Linked DNA regions of Mus musculus: region 1 is linked to region 2. The links are chromatin contacts, called in public promoter capture Hi-C maps. All regions are on one chromosome and are shown on one strand. The core of a region is the stretch at or near the end of the contact, and the rest is flanking DNA. Distances in the headings are between cores, read along the strand shown. Region 1 holds the start of Dnm3 (dynamin 3). Region 2 holds the start of Klhl20 (kelch-like 20).

Evidence for each region. Promoter capture Hi-C pulls out the DNA fragments that hold promoters and counts their contacts.
Region 1: a promoter capture Hi-C map of hippocampal neurons shows a contact between it and region 2, with 5 times the contacts expected there. The contact joins the promoter of Dnm3 here to the promoter of Klhl20 in region 2. A contact is called at or near these places in 2 of 39 promoter capture datasets (hippocampal neurons and liver).

What each region holds. Positions count from the first base shown.
Region 1 is chr1:162,475,562-162,479,728 of GRCm38.p6, forward strand. It overlaps Dnm3 (dynamin 3), which reads right to left and starts at 2,473. Exons shown (of 21, transcript NM_001038619.2): 1 at 2,102-2,473. The coding sequence starts at 2,262. It overlaps Gm31985 (a long non-coding RNA gene), which reads left to right and starts at 1,105. Exons shown (of 3, transcript XR_373653.3): 1 at 1,105-1,314.
Region 2 is chr1:161,129,764-161,133,825 of GRCm38.p6, forward strand. Klhl20 (kelch-like 20) reads right to left here and starts at 1,716. Exons shown (of 12, transcript NM_001039482.1): 1 at 1,600-1,716; 2 at 626-689. The coding sequence starts at 633.

The DNA of each region.
Region 1 (4,167 bases), core at 1,223-3,722, 1.3 Mb after region 2:
TCACTACTGGTAAAACTTTATAAAGTAGGGAAAATGTTTAACACATTCTGATAAGTGCTCTGATTTTTACAGTCCCCATTTTTCATTTTATTATGGAAGAATGCTCAGAATTAAATATGTTACTCTCCTGTGCCTCTGTTTTATCCTCATTATAGAAGAATGCAGCTAATGAGGGGAAATGTAGACATCTTCATTATACCACTAGGAAGACTGTTCTGATTTGCCAGCCTGGATGGCAGAACTGAGATATGTGCATACACTTTGCATTGAAATCAAAGGCACCGAGCAAAATATGCTTAAATATAAGCCGTTCCAAGGAAATTATAAGGAAGATGCATAAGAACATGGCTGTTGCGTTTGAAATATGATTTTAATCCTTAAAAATGAGTATCATTAAATAACTTCTTGCCTTGGACCAGAGGTCTGAGATGACGTAGGCAAAATGCTTTGCTATTGCTTTTTTTTTTTTTTTATTGAGCAAAAATTAATTATAAAACCAAGGAGAAATGATCCAGGGAACTAACTACGAAAGGGTAGCTGTCAACTGCGAGCAATTACACGGTCTTATCTTTCTAGTTCACATTGAAGCAAGAAAAACGAAGAGTATCTCCTGAGAGATGGAGCATCATTCGAGAAAAAGGGAAACGCACTTCGCAACACTCACACCCAAAAATGTGGGAGTAGTCAGCAGTACAGTTTACACATTGCCAAGCAATAACAAAAAGGAAGAAGGAGATGGAGAACCACAGCAGGAACCCTCTGCATCACAAGCCGCTCACCAGCCAAATAAAAGAACAAAGTGTAATCTCAGATTGCCCCATCCAGCCCACCGTTTTCATTGCTGCACCTTCTACCTGGTTTACTACTGGGAAACAGATTCCAGCCTTCAGGATGCACTCCTCACACAAGGCCATTAAGGTAACTCAATCCTTCCTGAATTGTTTGCTGGAAAAAACGTTGATTTCTGACTCAAAACAATAACAACTCTTTGTTGTTGTTTAAAATTGTGAGACATGAAGCTATAACTACAATTTGAATTCTGGATGTTATCTTGAAGACCCGCTGGATAAACAAGAGCTTAAGGAATGCAAGAGGATTGGTGGGGGGCGGGAGGGGGGAGGCGGCGCATGGCATAGAAAGAGTGCAAGAGAGATGCTGGTCAGTTCTGAGATGGTGCAGGAATGACAAGGCACCTGAACATCGCAAGTCCACGGTCATCCCTGGAGGTCTCGGGTTTTCAGTCATGCCTGAGCAGTGAATGGGTGCACACTCATAAACACACCACCGTTTATTCTTCAGCTCCCAAGGCGAATGGTAGGCAAGCATCTCCCCGTAAGCCTTCACCACAGGGATTTCGGGGTTCACACACCCCGCCTCCCCTGCTCGGGGCAGGCGATGACTGTTTCAAACAGTGTAAGCCTTCACCACAGGGATTTCGGGGTTCACACACCCCGCCTCCCCTGCTCGGGCAGGCGATGACTGTTTCAAACAGTGTAAGCCTTCACCACAGGGATTTCGGGGTTCACACACCCCGCCTCCCCTGCTCGGGCAGGCGATGACTGTTTCAAACAGTAAACAGCTGAGATGAGAGTCAGGGACAGGGGATGGGGGGCCGGGGCGGCGGGGGGGTGGGGTGGGGGAGAGGGGGGTGTGGACGAAGAAGGAGGGGTACATCCCGGCTGAGAGCTTCCAGGAGAGTGACAGGGAAAGGAGAGGGGTGTTGAGAAAGAGAACTGGCGACTGGAAAGCACCAGGCTGCGCTTCCAGGCTGCCAGGGGCTGGCGCGCACCAAGCCAGCGAGGGAAGTGGATCCCAGGGCGTACCCCGACTCCCCCACCGAGGGTGGGGAGGAAATGGCTTTGTATGGCAGGATGAAAGGCAGACAGGGGGTCACCACCGGGTAGAGAATGCTGGGGCGAAGGATGCTCAGAGCAAGGAGGACCCCGCCCGCTCTAGAAACACTAGTGCTCTGCCTCCAATCCGCTGCAGCCTCTAGTCCACCCTCGGGGCTCCCCACACCGTTCCATGTTCCAACGGCCTGAAGCACGGGGCTCCCCCCACCCCCACGGACGCGCCCCCACCGCGCTCCCGGTGCGCTCACCTGCCCACGAAATTCTCGAGCACTGAGCTCTTGCCGGCGCTCTGGCCGCCCACCACGGCGATCTGTGGCAGCTCTAGCAGACAGCTCTGTCCCAGAGCCGAGAAAGCGTCCTGCAGACGGTTCACCAGAGGGATCAGCTCTTCCATCTCCCGGTTCCCCATCTTGCCTGTGCGGCCAACTGCCCCACAGGTCCCTGTTCGACTGTGTGACCTGGCAGGCAGCCCAGGCCTCGAAGCACTTGTCCCGGTTGTCGCTGTGCGGGGCTCACACGGCGGAGTCCCTGCACCGATGTCCGATCCCTGCCTCCCACTGCTAGGATCCTGACAGCTCACAGCCCACGACGCGCTTGCGCAGCCCAGAGAGGCGAAGGAGGCGTGGCCTGGTCCTGAGACGGTCACGCCCACACCACGCCTCTCGCCCTGCTTCTCCCTAGAGTTTCCAATCCTACTGGCCTACGGTTGGACTGCCTCCCAGCTTCAGTCAGATGCCACTGCCCAGGCTAAAGGGCAGAGTACTGCACTTGGTCAAGGAAAAGCCTAAAATCACACCCAACAGGAATTGTTGTTCCTTTTGAAGGAGCTAAACCACACAGACGAAGCCTAGAGGAAAGCACTACCATCTACCATCAGCTAACAGCACGTTGACATCAGCTTCACCATGCACCACCACCACTGTACGCACCAGAATACATTTCCCAAAAGGAAATCTCACATTTCACCCCCTACTCCAAAACCCCAGATTGCTGTGGGATGCAGAGATAAACTGGCCTTTTAGAGTCAATCCCCATTAGAAAACTGGGTTACCTGACCTTATTGAAGTACTCATCATTACCAGCCTGTCCTACTCTACCTTCTGTAAGCTAAAGTGTAGTTCCTTGAACCTTTCTGTTCCCTACTCCTACCATACTCATTCTGGCTTTTAGAATTCCTTGCCTGAGCTAACTGTCCTTTTAGCTCCTGGTCAGGACAAAGAGATTGGCTGTTGAGTCCATTGTAACCACGCAGTCTGCACTCGATCCGTTAAATTTAGCACACTGAGAAGAGTCTGTGCCCGGAGATGGAGACACGAAGATAAATGGCCATGGTTCTTCACCTCCTTATCGTGGTCCTGTTTCCTGTGCATTTTGAATACTGATACCTCTCAGGATTTAGTGCGCAATATTTACTTGTCCTGCACATCTTCCATCTGATGATTGCCCAATGGCTTTAAGTAACCTAAAGACTAGAGACTACATAGGAAAATGTGTTGCATCTCTAGCACCCTGGGGTCTTCACTGTCACTTAGGCATCACCATTGCACTATTGCCCTTCTAGGACAACAGTGAACCAAGTCTGAGCCTGCCCCACGTTTCCTAGGCTCGGTGGCTCTCTGGATATGCTATATGATAGCTGAGTCAGTCTTTCACTTTTCATGCCTGCAAAACCAGTACCACATGGAGTACAGAGCCATGCTTTGCTGCCGGTTTGGGATGGAAACTTTGGACCACTATTGCAGCAACCTCTACGCACTGACCCTGAGGAGCTGGTGGCAGGGACGTCTGTGGCAGAAGAGGGTGGAGGCTGGTCATATTGCATCTATAGTCAGAAGGCAGAGTTAAACGGATGCTGATCATCAGCTACCTTTGTCCTTCCTAGGCAGTCAGAAATCTCAGAAATCCCAACACGTGGAGTAGTCCCACCTTAACTAACCTAGCTAAAGACACGCCCAGAGGTTTGTTTCCATGGTGATTCTAGATCCTTCCAAGGTCAATGTATTTGATATAAAGAAATGATTATGGTTAAATAAAGTCATAATGGTGGAACTCTAGTTTGAAAGAGCTAGTGTTCCTGTAATAAAAGACACCAGAGACCCAGCCCCATCTGCCATACAAAGACACAACAAGATGGCAGCCATCTTCCAAGCAGAAAGATGGCCCTCACCAGGACAGATCAGCAGACATCTTGACCTTAAACTTCCCAGCCCTGAGAACACTGGATAAAAGTGTCTTTTAAAGTTATGCAGACAATGGCATTTTGTTATACGATTCAAGCTTACTGCAGATGTAGGGTGTATTTAAAGGAACCTGT
Region 2 (4,062 bases), core at 466-2,965:
GATGAACCCCAGTAAAATAATCAAACCATAACTGGGAATGCAGTACAGCATCTTACAAATACTACTTTTCCTTGGCAACAGACTCCTCTATATTGTACAGGGTATTACATTTATAGTAAGCTCACAAAATTTCACACTTAATGATTATGGATAACAAAAAACTACTATGCAAAAAGGCAGATTTAAATATTAAGAACCAGAAAATCCAAACTCTTTAGAAATCTAACTCCTACATATAAAATATAAAGCTGTAGTAGGGTATGGTGGTGCACACCTTTTAATTCAGCACTTGGGAGATACTGGCAGGTGGATCTCGGATTTTGAGGGCAGTTTGGTCTACATAGCACGTTCCAAGACAGCTAGGACTGCATAATAGTTCTTGTTTCAAAGCAAACAAACGAGCAAAGAAACCCAAAAATCCCTAGACAACACAAAACAACACAACCAAATAAACGAAGTTGCTATTTTCTGACATTACTAGTTTCGATTTACTTGAAACAAGAACGATTAATTCCAAGCAGGATTTGTTAAGGTTTGTGAATAAATAATCGTAAACGATGCACTGTTAGTAGAAGCTTAATTTCAATCACTGAAATCAATGTTTCATATTCTTAAAAAGGCTTACCTGCGCATTGGCTTTCCTTCCCTGCACCATGAAAAGTATCCTTCACCGTGTTCTAAAGCCGTACCTTCAACAAGAGAGAAGTAGTAGCTTACTAAAAACTGTTCGAGTTCTCCAGCAACTTGTATAATCACTTCACTCATTTCGTCTGTAATCAGGAATCTTACATCCTAATGTAATCTTTGCGTAGATGCGCAATCATAATGTAATGCCTTTAAGAGGACTATCACTAACTAAAGATGCTAAGGTGACAGATTATATGTGAATGTGAGGGTGACTGGGAAAGCAGTCAGGATCAAAATAGTCATGATCGCTAGTTGGTGTTTTCTGCTCAAGAAGCACCTGGGGAGTTTTTTGATTTTTTAACTTCACCATCAAGTATATTTGCAGAGTAATCACTTGATACCAGCAGCAGTACTAATTTAGTGACTCGGATAGGAAAAGCATTGTTTTAGCACTGAATCCGAAGGTTGTTAACTTATTCTGAAGTGACAAGCAGGCCGGAGGCGGTTGCCTTTAAAAACAACTCCACTTCCGACCAGCCCAGCCCGGGCAGCTTGAACAAGGGCAGGGAAAGTAGTTCTAGACTACAACTCTCCCAAGCTCTCGTCTTAGTCGCCGAAATATTGTTCACCGCCAGGATCTTGCTGGCTTCCAGAGAGAAAATGGGAGGCAGAGTGCTCGCTCCCTTAGAATTCCAAGTGAAGCTGTCCAGGATGCGGAGTCCTGCGTCCCCAGCAAGCATTGCACAGCCTTGCCCTGGCTTCAAGACACCTCGGGCAGCCAGCAGCAGCGCAGCCTGGAGCCCTGAAAGGCCCGACCGAGGAACCCTACCGTCCCTTAGAGGCACGACTGACAGGCAGCCTAGAAAGCACTGCCCTGACCCCGCCGGGCAGTTCGGCAAGTTGAGCTCATAGATCTGCAAAGCGAGACCTAGGGCTCTGTTCTCCATCCCGTGCTCTAGAGCTCTGACTTACTGGCTTTGACACTTTTCTCTCTGCGGCACCCTCTCTGCCTTCTCCGCCCTCTCTGCCTCCACCTCTGGAGCCGCTAGCGCAGGCAGGATGCGGCTCCTGCAGCGATTTCCTTTCCCTGCACCCGCCCAGATCCAGAAACAGGAAGCGGTCCGATGGCTAAATCCTTCCCACGGAACTGCACGTGTTCGGGCAAGTAGTTCCGTCATGGCTCCGGAAGTAGCTGTGCCTTTCGCTGAGCGTTTCCCAGGACTGGTACCATTAGTCGATCTGACTTTTACAATATACTTAGAGAGCAACCAAATAAAATATGTATGAGGTGAGGGTTTCATTTTTGAGTATATAACTAAAAGTCTGTTGCTGATGTATTGAAAACTATACAAGGCTATTATTAACCAAAATTTCTTTAGCTGAACTTTATTTGACATCTATAGACTCTGTGCAGTTGTTTTTGATAGGAAATATACCTCATATTAATAAACTTGTAGTGGGAATGATTGGTCTTTAAATTCAACTTCTAATTCTAGTTCTATGATACACTTTGTCATTTGGCCAAGTTTTTTCTTCATATGTACCAGTGATATATAAGTAAATAATATATGTACTAGTAACAGCTATGGATACCCCATTTATTATCAAATACTTAGCATATAACATTGTGTATTAGTTTATCAGTTCTAGTATCTCTCTTATTGAAGGATTTATTACCATTTTTCCAAATGGTGGTAGCATTATGTTTCAGATAGTGCCATTCCAGTCGGTACCAAAGCGTTATGTAACTTACAAAAGGGTAAGGGTATCTACGGAGCATAGCCTGTAAGGGTTAGAGCCACAACTTGATGCCGTGTACAATGGTTCTAGATTCTGGCCACAATTATATTATATCTTCCTCCAGAAAGGTTCAAGGATTCTCGTTGGTCCATATTATTGGTACTTTCAACTTTAATTTTTTGCCAATCTGATGGGTATAAAATAGTTTAGATGTACATTTTTCTGATCCATTGAAATGGCATCTTATATGTGCACCTCTCAGGTTTCTTTTGTGTAGATTGTCTAAAAGTCATCTTCAAAGTGACTCAGATTCTTCCAAAATATGAGTCATGATTTTAATTCTTTATAGCTATACAGTTCTATAGCAAGGGAGTTATAAAAACATTAAGGAATGCTAGTAACTAAAATGGGCTTTTAAGCCAGGGTGAAAGTAATATTTCCTATTCTTAACCCATTGATTCCTTCTTAACCTACTACCCACTGTAAGCTGGCTTGTGCTTCAACTACTCTGTTTCTTTTTAAAGGGGAGGAGTTCAGTGTGAATCAGCTCTTCATATTTATGCCAATTAACAAAGTATACATAAAAATAAACATATGAAAAAACTGGCATTTCCAATTATTATAGAACTCCTACAATCCCATAGGCGTCCTCTTAGGGATCCTAAATTTCTAGTTGAAAATATACTTAGAACTGGTTTTATAATGTGTGAGTCTGGGGCAATAAACAATACTCTGGGGGCCAATGAGCTTAACTTTTAGACATTTGATGAGAAATAGTGTCCTATTTGTCATGTTTAAAGGACATAGAATCCAAGGCTTAGTTGTAAACAAGACCCATGAGACTCTTGGTTTTGTCAAATCTTCATTTCTGAGGAAATAGACATTATAAAATTAAAACACAAGTTGTGTGGTTGCTTAATTACAATATCAGTATATCTGAAAGTGATGTACAGGATTTGCATTAAGAAAATATGTAGCAGGGAATCCATATCTGGTCTCAGTGATCAGGGAAAATATGGTTGGCAGCACTTAAGATATTCCTTGGTGTTCTTTGTCCCCAGTAATTGGTACCTTATGCATGTAGCCATCTCCTTTTTTGCCATTGTGATTATTATAATGTATTAAAAGGATGGGGTGTGGTTCTTCAACATGATGTTGTTTGGACGTTCCAGTCACCAGAATGAGATCAACAAACTTCTTTTCTTTATAAAGTATATAGTCGTAGCTATTTTGTTATCACAACACATAGGTTTCTATGATGGAGAAACAGAAGATCTTTGTCCTGGTGCTAACTTCATGATCTCAAGCAAATGCTTTATTCTAACTTCAGTTTTCTTACCTATATGTTGATATTTCACTCCTTGCAACTTTCTGAGTCAAGAGTTATTTGTAGAGGTGGGGGAAGATAACTCAATTTTTAAAATGTTCGTCTTGTATGTGTGGAGCCCTGGTTTCAATCCCCAGCAAACTCCTGTCGGAAGTTCTGAGGTTGTGTTGTGTAACAGAACTTTTCCTGGGAAGATGTAACACACATTATCTAATTACCCTAGATAGGGAACTCATAACAGACCATAGTATGGGTACCACCCAAAGTCCAACTTGGTGAACCAATGAATTTTATTGGGATTACTTTCAGGAATATGGGTAAAGGTTACTCACAGGAGCAGAAATGACAGCTGCACCACCAAAATCTAC